Regions from separate parts of the Aedes aegypti genome. Here region 1 is linked to region 2. Evidence: chromatin contacts called from public Hi-C data. All regions are on one chromosome and are shown on one strand. The core of a region is the stretch at or near the end of the contact, and the rest is flanking DNA. Distances in the headings are between cores, read along the strand shown.

The links. Hi-C and Micro-C count contacts between places; a contact is called where the count stands out from the background.
Region 1: a contact with region 2 is called in a Hi-C map of whole pupa, with 6 times the contacts expected there. The contact joins two enhancer-like sites. A contact is called at or near these places in 2 of 2 Hi-C or Micro-C datasets (whole body and whole pupa).

Annotation. Positions count from the first base shown.
Region 1 is chr2:56,831,390-56,834,089 of AaegL5.0, reverse strand. No RefSeq gene overlaps it. Among protein-coding and RNA genes, the nearest start is that of LOC110676940, 110 kb to the left of the region's middle. Within about 2 kb of position 1,424, at least 3 of the 3 cell types and tissues checked have open chromatin away from gene starts, as enhancers often do.
Region 2 is chr2:56,670,779-56,673,478 of AaegL5.0, reverse strand. No RefSeq gene overlaps it. Among protein-coding and RNA genes, the nearest start is that of LOC5570091, 58 kb to the right of the region's middle. Within about 2 kb of position 1,433, at least 3 of the 3 cell types and tissues checked have open chromatin away from gene starts, as enhancers often do.

The sequences.
Region 1 (2,700 bases), core at 175-2,674, 160 kb before region 2:
GCCCACCCACGGAGTAAGAGCGACCACCACGATTTTCGTACACAATTTTGCGAAAAAAAATATATCAGTTCCCTGTGATTCTAAAAAGTATAATGTTTAATGAATTCTACATTGATAAACGTGGATATTGAATCATTTTTAGGATTAATTATTCCTAAAAACTTGAATATATACTTATTAGTTCCTTGAAACACCCATATTTTGGAAGAACTATGCGGGTTTAGCTTGTATTTTTCACAAAATTGATTTCATTTCACTTGAACAGTAATATACAACGTAGTAACAACTTCTAAAATGGTTTACACAGTTATTTGGTATAAATCAGGGGTGGCGGTCTTACCCCGTCAACAGTGGTCGGTTTTACCCCGATTGCGCAATTTTCACAACTATGGCCTTATTTCAAAGCTTAATATTTACAATTCATATTTCACTTCACCGAAGCATATTTCACATTTCTGTTAAAGCATACATGGGTTATTTGTTATGTTTTACCAAAAAAATCCCTTCCGAAATCCTTAAGTGAGCATCTGTTAAATTTAGATCAAATTCACAATCGACAAGCAGAAACTTTGTTTTTGACATTTGTTATTACAAATTTGATGTAAATATCGCACTAAATGCTCCGGAATGTCAAAAATCTTGTGTTCATGGAAAGTGCTTGGTGAACTTTTAAGAAAATTGCCATTTTTATGCCAAACTGAAGGTGGTCCGTCTTACCCCGGCGGGCGCTCTTACCCCGTCTTCCCCTATTGGTTTAATTGTCATCATTATGTGCACGAATTTCGTACAAAACAGAGACTTATTGTCCTTGTTAAATTTGTCTTTCTATCTGTTAAATATATCCTTGGCGGGTGCCAACTTGGCCAATCACACGCTACGGCACTGTCCCTTCCCCTTAAATTCGGTCATGCACGCAATCATAGGCTTCAATGATAGAAAGATATCATTGAGGGCCGACCATAATTTTGGTCATGATTATCCCAAAGTACTCCTGTGTAGAGGGAACGTGAAAGTTCAACAGCACTTTTCCAAAGGCGAACGATTGCCGCCACGCTGCTAGTGCTGAGAACGACGAATGCAATTTCCACAATTTTCTTCATTCCTTTCCGCTTGGATCGAACGAACGAACGCCCGAACGAAGGGAGACCCCATTGAAGGTCTGTCACCCATCGGGAGCTTTACCACCCGCGAAAGCCATAACCAAGAAGTGTGGTTTGGTGGGTGGTGGTGCGACGCTACAAGCGCACGCGAACCTTCGGCTGCGCTCTGTTCTGTGTTCATCCGAGGAGGTTGACGGTTCATTCCGACGACGATGAACTCGCCTAGCCGCGCGAAGCGACGGCGGCCGATCGGCTCGTGGCGCGTCAGTCAATCAGTGGCTTTTGATTCGCGTTGACGTGTGTGCGCCTAGGCCCAGCACCTAAAGCTCCTTTGTGTTTTCGTTGCGTTTGTTTCCGTTCGGACGTCGCTTCCGAAGATCAATTCGGTGTCGCGTATATTGTTCTTCAGTTCGCGTTTCGCGGGATTGCCTTTGCGTTCTTCTAAGCGTGATTGTGTGCGCGCGCGCGTTTTCGATTTCGCGGGGAGTGTCGTGCTCCCTTCTTCTGTGGCGGATTTAATTAGCGTGAATTTTGTGTGTTTCTTTGGATTTGGGTTTTTGTGCTTATTTTTCGCGGGTTTCGATTTCGAAATCGAGCGTGCGTGTTTCGATTGGTGATTTTCGTGTACGTTCTAAACGCTAAACAGAGTTGCTACAAATATTTTGGAGTAAACGAAGTGATCAATAGGCACCTGTGTAAAAATGGGTCACCGAAGCAGCAGAGGGGGTTAAAGTCGAGGGATATCCCACTCGCAACACTTTGGATTTGGATCCCAACATCGAAGATTGAAAGTGAAAATTTTCCGGATTTTTCCCCAACAACTCAAGACAGAGATAAGCAGCAGAAACAGCAAAGCGCATACAAAATTGCGCACCGATTGGTTTAGAAAGTGATTTTTAGAGCACACTCTTTGAAGGCTCCTCCGCGCACTCTGAAGCAACATACCGAAGAGAAGTGCCTGTGTAAAAGCGAAAAATAAAAAACGGAGAGTAATAACAAACATCACTGCTACCCAAAGCATAAAACCGTGTCTGTTGCGTACCAACAAATGTGAACCGAAGAAGGAAAAGTGATTGAAAATCTGAATCTGCAAGCAGATAGTAACATACACACCTATTTTTTCTAACGAAGTTTTTATTGATCAACACCCCAACAATAACACCAAGAGGATTGTTACCGCCGTTATACATCGAACACGTGGGATCTGGAGAAATGGAAGCAGCTTTGGTGAATTAAGCGCGCTGTATAATAAATTGTGGAAAATAACAAATTCAAATTGGAGAAAAACCCCTCCAAGAGTGATACCCGGAGAGTGATACCTGTTTTTGAAAACATATTTACATACATTACCGAGGCGCGAAATTTCGTGACTTGAAGAAGAAAATTGAAAGTGTTGGATTCACACGCACGCGACTCACATACCTACAAACACAGACGTGTTGTTGCGCCAAATTTGTGATCGATTGAAGAAACCGTCAGAAGAGCGAGGAAAAAGGTGGTGAAGAGGAAAATTACCAGCCCCGAGTAATTAGCGAGTGAAAGAAATTCGAATAGCAAAAAAAAAAAAAATCCAATTCAGTGAAAAGTGACAAACAACTGC
Region 2 (2,700 bases), core at 184-2,683:
ATTTTTTATAAATGACATAACTAAACATTTTGAAGGAATAGCTTCATGGTATCTTCAGCAAAGTTGTAGATTTTAACGAGGTGAACAAGTTTGCTGAAGACAGTTTTTGTGTAGGGCTATCAGATTTTGAGATAAATAGTTTTGAATTTTTCGTCGAAAATTACACTTTAGATAAACCGTTATAATTTATAAACCCGTTATTGGAAAAATCACTCAAAAATATATGTTGAAATTCAAGTTATATCTGATGTTCTGTGAAAATTTCATTCAAATCGGACGATAAATAACTGAGATCTAGCTTACCAAAGTTGGTCATTTTGTATGGAAAATCGAAAAAGTTGCAAATGTTTTGTCCAATACTGTATATGCAAATACATGACGGTAGTTTTCATCGTTGTAAATTCTCAACTTATTTTTAATTCAAAACTGTGAAAATATTTACATTTTTTAGTAGTGTAAACTTAAGACTATCTTTAAGTATACTAAATTCATTTATTGCATAATAAACTTAAATGAATATATAAAATTTCCAACTAAAAAAGCTTGAATGTTACATTATCGTTTAAATTTAAAGTAAATTAGAGATTGGTTGTTGAAATTTCGACGCACAGGTCTACTATGAACTGCCTCATACACTATCCGTAAATAGGCATCACGCTTTTGCGTTCAAGTTGGCACGTGAACTCAACGCACACTCCACAAAAGGCTAAAAATAATGCTATGCTACCACGAGTCGCGCGCTTACGACACCAAATGCCAGCTTGGGAAAGTCACCGTATTCGTATCGCCGCTCCCCGTTCTGTCGTTCCCGCTTTGCGAGAATTATCGGCACGAGTCACATCAGCTAGATTTACCTCGCAAAGTTTATTCCAATCAGCGTCCCCCCCATTCGGAATCAATCTTCAAGCGAAACTGCACACAGAAGGAGAAAGTGATAACGAAACGAAAAGTAAACAAATCAACACAATCACTTCCCGCGCTAAAGCTAACGAAGACGACGACGACGATGCAGTTTACAGCGGTGCATTTATCTGTCTATCTTACCTTCACCTTGTCCACCCATCCGGCTCCCGAGCGAGAGACAGCTTATTGCACCTGAGAAAAACGTGACGAACGACGTCGTCGTCGCACATTTCCACCCTCCTCCCCTCACACACACATCAACCCGAAGAGAAAAGCTAAGAAACGAGCCGAACTTTTGTTTTGTTTTCCCATCCCCCCGAAGCGTGTTCATCGCGCAATGAACGTGGCACACGAAGATTTTCGCGAGATGTCGGATGAACATCGCCCGAATCGGATCGGACTTCACTCGTAGAAAGAGACGGCGAAAACGGGCACGAGCTTTCACAACGCGCGTCGACGATCGTCATCGTCGACGTCGCCGCCGGCGATGTGAACTTGAGCCGATTCATTTTCAAGTTCACCCGAAGTTGAGGTTTGACTGGGTGTGTGTGTGTGTGCGTCGTTCGTATGGATGGCGCGCGACGGACGGCCATCGATGCTGTTGCCGTTGTTATTTCTTCCTCGCGCGTCGCGCTGTTATCATCGTCGTCTCGGAACCGCAAACCGCCGTCCGTCGGATTGTTTTATGAGGGGGGCTAAAGAACGAGAAAATCACGCTACAAATCAAATTACAGCAGTGATTTATGTTTAATGCGAGCAGAAAACTTTCCACTCAACACATCTGCCAACATCGCGGGCGAATTTTGCGAGATTCTAATGGGTAAGCATAATGTATTTGCTTTTGGGCTAGTAATGTTAGTGATCACAGCGCAGAGAACGTCTCCTGCGTGCTGCGTATGGCAGGGGTGTTCAGATTAAGATTATGTATCTCTAAATCTCTAATAATTACCGTTTCTACTCATAGTCCGAACATATAAGGCTTACATTGTTGTAAATGCATCCGATAGGCATAAATCCGCTGATATGTTATGAATTTTTAATTTCTTTGGAATAGTTAACTGTAAACCAATGAGTGCCCTGATAAAAACCATTATTATTCGCCTTTTATTATAAGTTTTAGGCAAAAGTATTGAACAACATTTTGCTCAAAATACCGGACACTGTGCTTATTCTGTCTCATATTATGAATTCCTTTGATTGATTCAAATCAAATCCACCAGAAATAAATCATAGGTACCGTTTTGATTCATATTACGGACAGCTTCAAATTCCGGACACTCTAGTTTGTATGGGAAACATTTCACACGAAATGTTTCCATTTTCGCCGTCCAAAAGTTCTCATTTACGAGGCTCGTTTTATTAGGTTTTTTCCATAAATATCATTACAAATTTATAATGCTCAACTACCTTAGACGTCTCTTAAGTGGTTGAACGATTTCAATTGATGATTTGACTGTTCCATTAATGATTATCATGAGCTGTCCGTAATTCGAATCAAAGTGTCCGGAATATGAGGCAAAAGTGAGGGAGCGTCCGGAATAAGAATCATGAAAAGGCCACACGTTTTGATTTATTTAAAATTATTCAAGTTGCGGACGCGTATTCTTTACCCACCATCCGAAAGTTAAGGGCTCCGACGCTCGATAACGCTAAAAAATCATACAGAATGATTTATTTTGTATGGTCCAAGCTGGGTTATACTTCACTGAGGCCTTAAGTGTCCGTAATATGAATCAAAACGGTATTTTAAAAACTACACATATAAATTCATTTGAGCTAGTTTTACTGACATCGAAC